3 separate regions of the Sus scrofa genome follow, and all the other regions are linked to region 3. The links are chromatin contacts, called in public HiChIP or PLAC-seq maps. All regions are on one chromosome and are shown on one strand. The core of a region is the stretch at or near the end of the contact, and the rest is flanking DNA. Distances in the headings are between cores, read along the strand shown.

Region 1 (4,640 bases), core at 1,410-3,909, 270 kb after region 3:
TCCCCTAAGCCTGGCTCCCTCTGCTGACGTGGAAGAGTTCAGCTTATCCCCAGGGGAGCCTCCCTAAACACTCCTTTCTCGAGTAAGATGCTCCCCATCCCACTGACTGCTCGACCTTTTCCTCCAGCCCTTCTGTTAGATGATGGAAGGGCTCTCCTGGTTGAGTCTCTCCCACAGTGCGTGCAGGTCACTGTGTGTGTGTCTGTGCTTGTGTGAATATTCTCTGACTGTGTATGTGAGTGTGCAGGAGGATATGTATGCCTGTGGTGTGCATCATGCTGTCACGTCAGAGTCCACGTGAACTGTGGTGTATGTGCCACAGGATTCCGTGGCTGCATGGAGAACGCCATAGGGGATTGGTTTGTGTGTCGTGTGGCTGTGTGACCTTTGCCTGTAAAACAGGTGTTCTCCTCAGACCCCAGAGCAGTATTAATGATGCAGAGGTTGGAGGCGGGAGGTGGAGACTGTGGGCCAGATCCAGGTGTGCGGGCATAGCTGGAGCTGGAATCTGGCCTCCTGAGTCAGGGAGCCGGGCTCCCATCACTTGGGAGCCGTTGGGGCAAGTGTGAAGCAGCAGGCCTAGGGGGTCTGCCAGGGGCTCAAACTGTTACAGAAGAAGGCCTCTGCCCTCTGGTGGCCTCTGGGTCTGCTGCATGTACATATTTTCTGTAAATAAACCTGCACAGGGGAGCTTCTTTAAGGAATACTGCCCCCAGTCCCCTAATAAGAGAAGAGACTTTAAAAAAAAAACAAAAACATTCGATTCACCTGGATGTTTATTATTACAAGAATCGCTTAAAGTGACATCAGCCTACACAGGAATTCAGCAAAGCTAGATCTTGCTCAGGCCTCACCTCAGGGGGTTAATTCCTGTGGTTCTGAACAGTGCCCCCTCTAAGGCATCTTAATCTAGGCAGACTCTTGGGAGGGAACTAAAGAGCTGGAGGGGTTTGAAGGAGGGGCGCGCGCCCCACTGTTATTGGCTGTGGGTGGGCAGGTAGTGTCCGTAGCCCTCGTGGCTCCTTGGCTCTTCCCCTAGCCTCAAGTTTTCTTAGTTGTAGCCATGGTTGTTTGCGGTCCCTTGTTGAGGGGGTGGCTGGGACTTGGTGACAGTCCCTGGTTCAGTCGCGGGAGAGGGGAGAGAGAATAGGGATTCTAGACCAAGGGAGGGTGGGAGGTCAGGTGAGGTGAAGGAGCTGCTGAGGCAAGGATGTCTCCTTTCCTTGGGGTCTCGGGCTCACTAACTTGGGGCTCTTCCAGCCGTTTCTCTGGGGAGCAGGCTGGGGTTAGAGAAGTCCCACCAAATACATTTAACCAGAATATCTAGATGTAGTGCCCAAACCCTGCTCGGCCTGAACACTGCTGGATTTCTGGACCAAAGGAGAGCCTCCCATCCCCTGCTCCCCAAGCCATCCCAGGATTTTGGATGTGGAACTAGAAGGTACAGAATTCTAGTATGTACATTTTGTGTAAATATGTGCATATGTGTACATAAAATGATATTCTGTTTTTAAATAAACAGATAAAACCTGTTCTTTCTGGTTCCTGTCTTGCTCCCTGAACTGTGCAAGTCCTGAAAGTCTGTACTCTCTGCCTCGGTACCATCCTTCCAGTGGTCCAAATAAGGGAGGAGTTAGGATGCCTGGAACAGGGATGAACAGGGGAGAGAAGGGGCCTCCACAAGACCTTCAGCCATCTCTCAGAGTCCCTAGGTAGGAGCTAGGACTCCTTCCAAGATAAGCAGTGCCTTAGTTGGCAGTATTTTACATCCTGTATTGCACTGGAGTCTGTGACAGGCCTGGAAAGTAGACAGCAGTATATACTTTTTTACAGGCAAAGAACCAGAAACTCAAATGAGTTCCACAGAAAGCTAGAATTGGGAACACATTTATTTATTTATTTTTGTTTCTGCTTGTCTCTCAGGGCTGCACCCAAGGCATATGGAAGTTCCCAGGCTAGGGGTCGAATTGGAGCTGCAGCTACACCACAGCCATCGCAATGCCAGATCTGAACCACATCTTCAACCTAGCTACACCACAGCTTATGGCAACGCTGGATGCTTTAACACACTAAGTGGGGCCAGGGATCGAACCCGAATCCTTGTGGATACTAGTCAAGTTTGTTACTGCTGAGCCACAACGGGAACTCCCAGAATTGGAAGGATTTAAAGATCATCTAGTTCACTCTCTTCATTTTTTACTTTTGGCCATGGCTGAGACATGCAGATGTTCCTGGGCCAGGGATCAAATCCTGCCACAGCTGCCACGCGAGCCACACCAGCGACAATGTTAGATCCTCAACCCACTGAGCCACCAGGGAATTCCACTGTCTTCCTATTTTAAATATGTGTGGAAACTGAGGCTCAGCGGAGTAACGTGACTTGACTGAGACTACAGGCCATCAGGTGCAGAGCCTGGGCATCCTGCCTCCTGGGTGTGCCCTGAACAGCCCTGTGTTGCTCTGCTCCTAAGCAAGTCTCTGGTCTCCACCTCAGACCCTAGAATTCTGATCTCCAAGGGTGTCAGTCACCTGCTCACGCTCCAGGCGCTACCACCCCACCCTAGGGCTCTGACATCACGTCCTCTTGACCAATGAGCGAAGGCCCAGCAATGGGTGAGGATGTGAATGTCAGCTACCTCCCCCACCCCAGCCCTGTGGTTGCAAAGATGCTCTAACAGGAAGTGGGTTTAAGGAGCTGCACAGCTTCCTGCCCCTCCAGGGCTGAGTGGGGCGAGAAGGGCGAGTGCCAGGCCCGGCCACGAGACACAGCTTTTTGCCAGGGTCCTGGCAGCTTCCTCTTCCACAGCTACTTCCGTGTGGCCGGGGCCCCAGAGGCAGGAGCTGCTGTCCGTTGCCCAGGCCACCCTCCACCCCCCAGTTCGGAGCCCTGCCCCCTGGGGCCGGGCCAAGCCCAGAGGCTGGCTTGGGATCCCATGGGGGACCAGTAGGGCAAAGGTCTTGGGGGACAGAGGTGGCTGGGCCAGAGCCCTGGGGCTCCGGCCATGAAGTCTCGGCAGAAAGGAAAGAAGAAGGGCAGCTCGAAGGAGCGGGTGTTTGGGTGTGACTTGCAGGAGCACCTGCAGAACTCAGGCCAGGAGGGTAAGGAGGCCAACCCGGAGCTGCTGTTGGGTGGATGGGGAGGCACGGAGCTTCTCCAGCCTGATCCAGTCTGAGGGTACAGAAACAGTGCCCAGAAGTTCACGGAGAAGGGGCAGGGGCTTGGGGTTACCCCCAGGAGACTGATTAACGGGCGAGGCAGGAAATGTGGCTCAGTGAAGAAGGCGCAGTAGCTCCCTTGTGTGACTAACTGGGGGTGAAGACTCTGAGGGACTCAGAGTGAGAACGGGGACACCAAGGCACCACTGAGAGGCGGGTATGGAGACACTGGAAACCCAGGAGAGGTCGAAGAAACGGAGGTGAGAGGGTGACAGCTGGGGACAGGAGAAGGAAGCTGAGATGACAGGGTCAGGAGATGAGAGGCGGAAGGGAGGGCAATGGAGGGTCCTTGGGTCTGAATGAAAGGAGGCGGGAGAAGGGCCTCTGGAGAGTCAGAGGATGGCACATGGGGACCACGGGGGTTTCTTGGTTAGAGGAGACGAAGTTAGGAGGCTCTGGTTCCTCTGCAGCCTTGCTGGGCCCCGGGTGAAGCTGTGGGGTGGGATAGTCCCCTCCCCCAGTCTCTCTGATTCTCTGGTTCTCCCTGAGCAAAGGAGAAACAGGTTCAAAGTGGAGGGTGAGGGAAGAAGCTGCTAAAATGGGGAAGAGCCGAAGAGTAGGAGAGACGGCCTGGGGCCCGGTTTGAAGGTGGGGGTGGAGGGCACAAGGAAAGGAGGATGGGTGTGGGGACTGCCTGTGGAGCTTGCCCAGCATCCTTCCTGAGTTACCTCGGAGGGGGCTTAGAAACCAGCAGGACCAGGGACATCTGCTCCACTGTGCTTGGTGTGGAGCAGACACTCAAAAACATTTCTTGATTTGATTTGGCACTGAACACAGGTATCCTGGCTGCCCACTCCAGCTTGTTTTTGGTACTTCGAGCTCCTCCCAAAGATGGGCACGATTTCCGCCCCCCCCACCGCACCCCCACCCCACCCCAATCTGTCATTTCCTCTTTGTCCTCTTCTCAGCTCTGGGCTGTGGCTCCCGGCAGTGGAGGGAGGGCGATGGTGGTTCCCAGCTCATTTCCTGCTCTTAGCCCCGCCCCTATGTCCCCAGACACCTCCTTCCCCTTTTCTCCCCCCCACCCCCAGAGGCCCCCATCCCCACTGGCCTCAGTTAAGGCAAAGGCCAGCCCCAACAAAGGGTGTTAGACAGCTGAAGTGGCTTCTCAGTGCCTTTCTTTTCTTCTGGGGCAGAGCCCAGCGGCTAGCCCAGGGCTGACACCTTTGCAAGGGATTCCTCTTGAAAGACAACTCTTGATCAAGGGCCACATGATTTAATTGGGGCTGATGTTCTTCCAGGTGTCTGCAAACCCTCAGTTCAGCCTCCTCATTCTGGTGTTGTCCTTTCCTGTGGCCCCCCTGCCAACCTCATTTTCAAACACTGAACTCATAGCTAGCCTAGATTCCAATCCTGCAACCCTTCCTGGGCTCTGTCCACATTCCTAGAAGGTGAAAGTCGTGTTCTCTGGAAGGGATAGACAT
Region 2 (4,813 bases), core at 2,166-4,665, 290 kb before region 3:
AAACTGACAGAAAATGAAAAAGAATATCATAACAAACACACAAAACTGAAAGAAAACAGAAAGAGACATGGAGGCAAAAGAGAAAAAAAGATTAAGAGAAAATTAAGATCTAGTTTTTATTTTATTTTGCTTTGCTATTTAGGGCCGAACCCCTGGCATATGCAAGTTCTCAGGCTAGGGGTCAAATTGTAGGTACAGCTGCCAGCCAACACCACAGTCACAGCAATGCAAGATCCAAGCCACAGCTCACGGCAATGCTGGATCCTTAACCCACTGAGCACGGCCAGGGATGGAACAGTATCCTCCTGGATCCCAGCTGGGTTCCTTACCACTGAGCCAAGAAAGGAACTCTCCAGATCTAATTTGTAAACCCTTGATTTGCCCTACTTGCCACAAAGTTTAAGTTTTGTTAACTATAGTCTAATTATTGTTAGTCTTTATTTGAAAAAATATAAACAATAGCCTTAAAAAAGAATTAACTTAGACCATCAGCACTCAACCAAAAGTGGTTCACTATTTCAGATCAGCTGGTTTTTATTTAATTAATTCAGCTTTGATAGAATCTTGTCTATAATAGAAAGATAAAATCTTTAGAAAGAAAAGTAGTTAAGATGGAGCAAAATACGGTTTAAAATGAAAGAAGAAACAAAATATAGATAACATAAAATTAAAATGTGTTCTCACCTGTCCATCCATCACTCCCAACAAAGTGGATTCCATCCACTGTACAGGTTCAATGAAATAGGAGGTACACTGAGTCTGACTCCCTGTGGTAAGCATGAAAGATGGTGTCATTCTCTTGTGGGCAAAGGCTATAGGACCACTTCCTTCATTATGATCCAAAATGCTAGAACTTCGAAATAAAGATCGCCTGCAATTCCCAAACAAGTAAAAAGATTAATGACTTCCAAATGGATGAAAAAAATAGATGAAATGTGCAGTATTTCTTAGAGGACAAAATAACATCTCATTGATAGTGCTACTTAAATTTTCCATAACCTCTATAAGTAACTGGATTACCCTTTAAAGAATTCATATTCTTCTTCAAACCAGATTTGAAAATGAAATTTCTGTAATTATTCAGTTAATAAATCTTCCTACAGATTTTAGGAAACTGAAATTTTCAGTACTTTTCAGCTACTGAGACAAGATAAAATCTTCAAAAGATACAAAATAGTTTACCTGCACTTTCTACATTTGTAGAGAACCCCATCTTTCAATCCCTGTGAAATGGCAGACGGGTCAACAGCAAAGAGTTCTTGAGGTAAGCTCTGCAATTCTACACAACATAAATCATAGCCATTTGTCAAAATCAATCCTGCATCTTTAGACCAAATGCAGTTAATGTCAAGTAGAGGCAAAACTTTTAAAAAAAATTAAAAAGAAAAATCCAGTGTTGAGATATCAGGATGAGGTAGGACAGCAGTGATGAAGTCCTTGGGTTCTGGGCGCAGACTGCCTGAGTTCAAAGCCAAGCCAGCCACTTATAAACTATGTGACCCTGAACTAGCTATTTCTTGTTAAGCCATGGTTTCAAAAGGAAATAAAACTACCTGTCTCCAGGGATTGCTGGAAAAGCGAGATAATGCACCTGAAGCATTTGGTGTCAGAGTAAAGAGCGTCTAGAAAAGACCCAATACATACCACCAATTATCTCTTACCTGGATACTTCTCTGTAACCTTTTGTAAACGATATTGTTTATAAATTGTACTAGAGGTATCTACTTCACATCCCATGGCCTGGTATAATTTCAGTTGCCACTCAAATCCCTCATTCATCCTGCAAGGACAAATATAGAGTTGAATTTTCTTTAAATACATAAAATCACATCACAAAAGCTGAATTGCTATAATGACAAACTCACTTAGCCTCTGGTTTGATAGTCTGAAGATTTTCATAGGCTTTTTCAAAGCTAAGTTGGTCAGTCTTCATCATAAAAGCAGTCATTACAGCCACACTTCGACTGACTCCTGCATGACTGAAAAAGAAATCTTTAAAACAAAATAGCAAATAGCAGCAATTAAAAAAACAAAAACTTTCAGCTCCTTCTTAAGGGTAAAGTTCAGGTCCACTTCTTGTCTGCTTCTTCTACTCAAACGAACCCTCTGCCTCTGAAATACTACCACTGTACAAAAGAATTATCCCTTTTTTTCCTTATTCCTTTTGAATTCTGAACCTCGAGAATGTACCATCTATTCAAAAATAATTACACTAGTTTTTCAAAATTTTATAATGGCTTCGGAACAAATCTAAATTCCTTTGCTCTTGGAGTTAAGGGCCCTGGAGATCTGGTCCCAGATTTCTTTCCAATAGTATTACTACCTTCACTGCTTTGTGTAATATTTAGAACAAACGCTGGCACAAAGTAAAGGCATCAGCTCAATAAACAAACTATTATTACTGCACTTTTTGCCGTTGCTATCACGCACACTGTCTTTCCCCGAGGCATGGCTTAGGAATCATTTACATCCTAACCGATTTATCCTGTCCATCAGCCATCCCCTGCCTGAAACAAAAACAGTGAAAATAATCTGCTCTTCCTCTTAAACTTGCATAACCTCTCCTGCACTGCATCACAATAATCTGGGTAAGGGTCTGGCTTCTCCTAGAGAGCTTTAAACGCTTAAGAGCAGGGACTTTGTCATTTATCTGACGATTCCTCCTAACCTCCAAAAAAAAAAAAAACAAAAACAAACCTCGGCGGCTGCATAAGGTACCAACACAAACTAGAACAAATGAAAGCCTGCACGCCATCAGGGGCTGCCTCTTGCCCACTTCTCTCTCTACGACACAGGTCTACGAAGGAGAGAGTTGAAGGACGTTCTAGCTACCTGACAGCCCCTTCGTCCTCTTCTGAGGCCTCGGAGAAAAAAAGGTGAGGGGGACAGGCTGGAAGCGAGGCGGGGCTGCTCTCCCCACAGACCAGGCCACTCACCAGTGCACTAGCACCGCTCGGCCCTCAGCGCGGGCCTGGCTGATGAAAGCCAAGCACCGGTCCAGATGGCTGAGCAGGTCGGTCTCGGGTTTGTCCAGCGCTGGCACGAAGAGACTCCGTAGACCCTCGACCCCAGCCCCTGCCTTAAAGTCGGGCTCCTCCGAGTCCACCGTCAGCACAGCCGTAATGCCTGCCTCTTTCAGGTGGTTGGGCTCTGCGATGGCCGCGGCTCCACCCAGGAACAACCCCGGTCGCACTTCCAGCATCTGCCCGTCGGAGCTGGATGGGCTCTGCCCGCGGAAAGCGTCCTCGCCGCCATGGCTCTTATCCTGAGTCTCCAACATGGCCGCGCCCAGAGGCCAGGATGCTGCTTGCCCTACCATCGGGTAGATGGCTGGCTAGAACGTCTTTCCTCTGGGCCCGCTGGGCCTGAGTTGCTCAGTGGCTCCATCGGAGGACCACGTCGACTTCGGGAATGTGCGCTGACTGGGGAAAGTGACATTACTGCGGCTTGGCTGGAGCTAAACCCCATTAAAAGAAGCTTCTCCGCCACTCCCCCAGTTTGGTGGTAGAGGATAAATCAACCCAAATACAAGAGTTCTCAGGCGCTTAGTGTTGAGATTTTCTGGACTTTCTGCAGGAGCAGAAGATGGATTCAAATTGAAATGATAGTTCCATCAACTGAATCAGAAACACATATTTATGCATTTCAAGTAAAACGTTTTTTCAATGCTCATGAAGCCATTTCTTTATTGTTCTTCCCTGTGACTGCTTTCCCTTTTTTTCTTTTTTCCTAGTTGCTTACGGTATGTTAATCCTTTTCTTGTCAATGTATACTATTCTATATATTAATCTCATGATTTTGTGTGTCAGTGCCCTCCAGCTAAAGACCACCAAGTATATATATATGAAAAATATTGAAAGATATATATTGAACAGTTAACTGGTTATTTCTGGGAGCTGACATGAGGAGACTTACATGATACACTTTATACACTTCTTTCTATATATTTTTAATTTTTTTCAACCAGTATTATTAAAATTATTCACTGTTAACAATCATAGATATTTACATTCTGGAAAAATAGAAAAAATTTAAGGATTCATCTCCTGGACATTTTATTAAGGAATCCTAATCATTCCCTTGGCTTTAGTTTTCTCTTGGAAATGAGCTTTTCTTTCTCAAATCCTTAAAATGAATATAAGTTCCTACAAGGATGGGAGTAGGACATACTTCTGAATTTTTATGGAATACCCCATGCAGTGAATATCTGTATCTGGGTGAATAATAGGAATATCTCAATTCCTGAGGCTTGTCTATTACCTGCTTCTGTATTTATAATCTTAGCCACTAGGTGGCACCATGTGCCCTTTTACGATATATTTTCCGTACCTCCGTTGAAATACGGAAAAATTAATCTGTCTACTGATTCCCCCCACCCCCAAAAAAGCAGAATGTTAGTCCCAGGGAAGGAAATTTGTTTTTTGTTTGTTTGTTTGTTTGTTTTTGTTTTTGTTTTTGGAGAAGGAGCGGGGTTGCTTCCTGTCAAAGAGAGGAGAAGAGGCTCTATGTCTTAGCATTGGTCGGTGCACCCGCACACATGCACTGCTTATCTGCTCATTTTATCGGAAGCAAGCCTACAACATTGATAAACATGAATTAAGCAAAAATTCTAAGATATAGCCAAGTATGTGGTGGCTTGCATTTTAAGAAGACACCCACTCATTTTATGAATGGCTTAATTACGTGAGAATACACATCACCTGGCCTTCCTGTTCTTTGGTTTTTTCATCTTTGTGACCACAAGCATGATTTACCACTTTCATCTTTAAAAATATTTGCTGTAAGTGCCATCCGTGATAATATCCGTGCTGAG
Region 3 (4,518 bases), core at 775-3,274:
TAAGTGATAGGAAATTGGTTGGTGGTTACCTTACACTAATTTTGGGGAACAATTTAAGTTTTGCCTATGATTTCCAGAGGTATAAACAAGAAGTGACTCAGGACAAGTTAGCCTCCCTTGTCTTATAAAATAAGCTAAATTAAGCATTGCTTGTATAACTAAACTTGTTTTATCTGCTCAGGGAATTTTCAAAGCCAGTCTTCATTTGTTTTTTATTCTTTTTCTTTCTTTCTTTTTTCTTGTTTTAAACCTCTTTAGGGCCACACCCACAGCATATGGAGGTTCCCAGGCTAGGGGTTGAACTGAGCTGTAGCTGCTGGCCTATACCATAACCACACCCACGCCAGATCCGAACTTCATCTGCAACCTACACCACAGCGCACGGCAACGCCCGATCCTTAACCCACTGAGCGAGGCCAGGGATCAAACCTACAACCTCATGGTTCCTACTTGGATTGTTTTCACTGCACCCGGATAGAAACTCAGGGAACTCCTGTTTTTTATTCTAGCAGTTGTTTCCCCCTTCCAGTTTTATTGAGATATAATTGACATATAGCATTGTATAAATTTAAGGTGTACAGCATAATGATTGACTTACATCATGATTACCAAAATAAATGTAGTGAACACCCATTATCTCATATAGATATGAAATAAGATTTAAACATATATACACACACACACACACACACACACACACTTTTTTTTTTTTTTCTTTTCTGGCTGCCCCACAGCATATGGAGTTCCCAGTGCGAGGGATCAGATCTGAACTGCAGTTGCCAACTACTCTAGGCTGCAGCTACAGCTGTGGCAACTCCAGATCCTTTAACCCACAGTGCTATAGAGGGGGAATGGAACCTGCATCCTGGCACTGCAGAGATAATATCAATCGCAGTTCACAGCAGGAACCCTTTTTTTATTTTTTATTTTCTATCCCTCCTTTATTTCTCTGCCCCCACCCCTCTCTCCCTCAACCATCTGTTTGTGTTCTCTGTATGAATTTATATTTATATAAATTCATATTTAATTATATTCTATGTGAATTTATATTTTTATCACTTTTATATACTACCTTTTCAAAAACAATCCGTTTGTTTGTTTTGTTTTCTTTTTCAGCTGCATCCCCTGTGTATGGAAGTTCCTGGGCCAGGGATCCAATCTGAGCCGCAGCTGAGATCTACACCACAGATGCGGTAATGCAGGATCTTAACCAGCTGCAGCAGGTCTGGGAATAGAACCCCACATCAGCAGCGATCCAACTCTCTCGCAGAGACAACCCGATCCTTACTCTGCTGCTCCTCAAATGTTTTTACGGTTAAAAAAGAGAGAATTATCGTCATGGCACAGCAGAAAAGAATCCGACTAGGAACCATGAGGTTTCGGATTCAATCCCTGGCCTCGCTCAGTGGGTTAAGGATCGGGCGTTGCCGTGCGCTGTGGTGTAGGTCGCAGACGCAGCTTTGATCCCGAATGGCTGTGGCCCTGGCATAGGCTGGCGGCTACAGCTGCGATTGGACCCCTAGCCTGGGAACCTCCATATGCCGCAGGTGCGGCCCTAAACAAACAAACAAACAAACAAAAAAACATTGAGTAAACAGAAATGAGACGTGTATGTGGCATAATTTTAACTGAAAGTGTCAGAGCAATACAAACTGGAGTGGGGAGACAACTTGGAGCATGGTTGAAAAGAAAGACGCATTATCAAAAGAGCTGTCTAGTTATATAAAGGTGAGATTATAAATTTTCATTACAAAGACAAAACATGGACACATTAATGAAATGATAAAAACGCGCACTTCAAAATTAATTCGTTGCGTGGTGATTTCGCCTTCTTATTCCTGGGAGCGTCCAGGGGGCACCGAACCCCCACTTCCTCCGTTTCCGCAGGCTCCCAGGGCCACCATCGGGGCAGTGACCGAGCGAAAGCAGTTGCGCAGGAACCCCCAGACAGACCTGAAATCTGGGCCCATGGGCCAAGCGCGCTGACGTAGAGCCTGTCTCTAGGACACGAATTCTGCGCAAAGGCCAACTTCAGCGTCTTAACGGTGCAAACAGAGAATCCTAATACAAGGCCTGAAGCCTGGAGAAAAGGCGCGGCAGGCTTTCCCGGAAGTCTGAGGAGGCGGATTAGCCTCCGCCCTCCGACATCCCGCCCCGCGCTCGCCTACTCCGCCCAGCTTCTCGTCCGCGCGCCGCCTTCGATTCTCGCCTGCAAGTGTCGGGCCTTCCCCGTCATCAGGTTTGCGAACGGCCCCGCCCGCTGGTTTGTCTTGGCCACCTCGGTTGGGAACCTTCCCGCAAATCAGGCCTGAGTCAGGACCGGAAGCCTGTGAAGTGCTGATCGGTTCCCGACAGTGAGAGCACGAAGTCACGGTACCCATTTGGTGGGAGGGAAGTGGAGCACCGCCCAAGAAGCCTCCGGTTGGCATCTGGGGCTGGGCACCAGGAGCTGGAAATGACCCGGCCTTACTCCGAGGCGAGTGGTGATCCCATAGATCTGAACACCTCATAGCTCTGTGCGTGTTCCAGCTGGGTCGTGTTCACTCCAGGTCCTGATCTCCTCTCTGATCCTCTCATACCAACTATAGGCGTGCTGTTTAAAAGTGTTCTTATGGATGTGTCAACCAGGAAAACTCTGGTTCAACGGAGTTCAGCAGTTCTCTAATTAAATAGGTTTTGGGGTCTTTAATTTGCTAATATAAAAAAAAATGCTAATATACATTTTTTGGTCTTTTTTAAATTGAAGTGTAGTTGACTTACAATGTTGTGTTAATTTCTGCTACATAGCAAAGTGATTCAGTTATACATAATATAATCTTTCTCATATTCTTTTCCATTATGATTTACTACAAGGATATTGAATATAGTTCCCTGTGCTGTACAGCAAATTCTTGTTGTCTAGTTTATACATAATAAGCTTGTATCTGCTAATTCTATAGTCCTAATTTATCCCTCTACTACCCCCTTTCCACTTTGGTAACCATAAGTTTGGAGGTGTTTGTTTATATTTCTTTGTTTTGGGCATGCCCTCGGCATGCCTGGGTTCCTGATCCAGGATCAAACCTATGCCACAGAAGTGATGAGAGCCACAGCAGTGACAATGCCAAATCCTTAACCTGCTGAGCCACCAGGGAACTCTCCCAAAGTTTGCTTTCTCTGGAAGTTTTTTTCTGTGTTTCATAAATAGTTCATTTGTGTCATATTTGAGATTCCACATATAAATGACATCATATAGTTTTGCCTTTTTCTGACTTACTTCACTTAATACTCTCTAGGTCCATCCATGTTGTTGCAAATGGCATTATTTCATTTTTTTATTTGGCTGAGTAGTAGTCTAGGGTGTATCTATACCACATCTTCTTTGTTAATTCCTTTCCCAGTGGGTATTTAGGTTGCTTCAATCTTGGCTATTGTAAATAGTCCTGCTGTGAAAATTGGGATGCTTGTATCTTTGCAAATTAGAGCTTTCATCTTTTCCAAGTATATGCCCAGGAGTGGGACTGCTGAATTATATGATAGCTCTATTTTTAGTTTTTTAAGAAAGTTAAAAAACTAAACAGCAAAAGCTTTTGGTTGTTAATGAGTTGTATGAGGTGTTTGTGTATTTTGGAAATTAAGCCTTTGTTGGTTGAGTGTTTGCAAATATTTTTTTCTTTCTTTCTTTTTTTTTTTTTTTTTGGTCTTTTTAGGGCTGCACCTGAGGCATATGGAAGTTCCCAGGCTAGGAGCTGAATTGGAGCTGTAGCTACTGGCCTACACCACAGCCACAGCAACGCCAGATCCAAGCCGAATCTGTGAACTACACCACAGCTCACGGCAACACCAGATCCTTAACCCACTGAGCAAGGCCAAGGATCGAACCTGTGTCCTCATGGTTACTAGTCAGGTTCATTTCTGCTGAGCCGCAATGGGAACTCCTGCAAATATTTTCTTCCAGTTCATATGTTGTTGTTTTGTTTATGGTTTCCTTTGCTTTGTAAAAGTTACAGCTACAGCTCTTATAAATTTGATTAGATCCCATTTGTTTATTTTGCTTTTATTTGTATTGCCTTGGTGTACTGACCTAAGAGAATGCTGCTGTTTATGTCAGAGAATGTTTTGCCTATGTTCTCTTCTAGTTTTATGGTATCATGTCTTATATTTAAATCTTTAAGTCATTTTGAGTTTATTTTTGTGTGGGGTGTAAGGGTGTGTTCTAACTTCATTGATTTACTTGTGGCTATTGAGCTTTCCCAACAGCACTTGCTGAAGAGACTTTTTCTACATTGTATATTCTTGCATCCTTTGTCAAAGATTAATTGACTGTAGGTGTATGGGTTTACTTTTGGGCTCTCTATTCTGTTCATTTGATTCATATGTTTTTTGCCAGTACTGCACTGTTTTGATTACTATAACTTTGTAGTATTTTCTGAAGTCTGGGAGGGTTATTACTCTAGGTTTATTCTTTCCTCAGGATTGCTTTGGCAATTTCTGGGTATTTTGTGGTTCCATATAAGTTTTAGGATTATTTGCTCTAGT

Evidence for each region. HiChIP or PLAC-seq counts read pairs in DNA pulled down with a chosen protein or histone mark.
Region 1: a contact with region 3 is called in an H3K27ac HiChIP or PLAC-seq map of alveolar macrophages. The contact joins the promoter of ARHGAP30 here to the promoter of CFAP126 in region 3. A contact is called at or near these places in 1 of 47 Hi-C or Micro-C datasets (embryonic fibroblasts) and 1 of 2 datasets of contacts at active chromatin or transcription factors (alveolar macrophages).
Region 2: a contact with region 3 is called in an H3K27ac HiChIP or PLAC-seq map of alveolar macrophages. The contact joins the promoter of DUSP12 here to the promoter of CFAP126 in region 3. A contact is called at or near these places in 1 of 5 promoter capture datasets (liver), 7 of 47 Hi-C or Micro-C datasets (alveolar macrophages, embryonic fibroblasts, heart right ventricle and 4 more) and 2 of 2 datasets of contacts at active chromatin or transcription factors (alveolar macrophages and skeletal muscle).

Annotation. Positions count from the first base shown.
Region 1 is chr4:89,372,827-89,377,466 of Sscrofa11.1, forward strand. ARHGAP30 (rho GTPase-activating protein 30) reads left to right here and starts at 2,660. Exons shown (of 11, transcript XM_021089545.1): 1 at 2,660-3,099. It overlaps NECTIN4 (nectin-4), which reads left to right. Exons shown (of 7, transcript XM_021089537.1): 7 at 1-1,532.
Region 2 is chr4:88,815,098-88,819,910 of Sscrofa11.1, forward strand. DUSP12 (dual specificity protein phosphatase 12) reads right to left here and starts at 3,416. Exons shown (of 6, transcript XM_001924537.5): 1 at 2,937-3,416; 2 at 1,866-1,979; 3 at 1,662-1,780; 4 at 1,183-1,279; 5 at 685-871. The coding sequence starts at 3,319.
Region 3 is chr4:89,106,024-89,110,541 of Sscrofa11.1, forward strand. It overlaps CFAP126 (protein Flattop), which reads left to right and starts at 2,025. Exons shown (of 7, transcript XR_001308305.2): 1 at 2,025-2,239.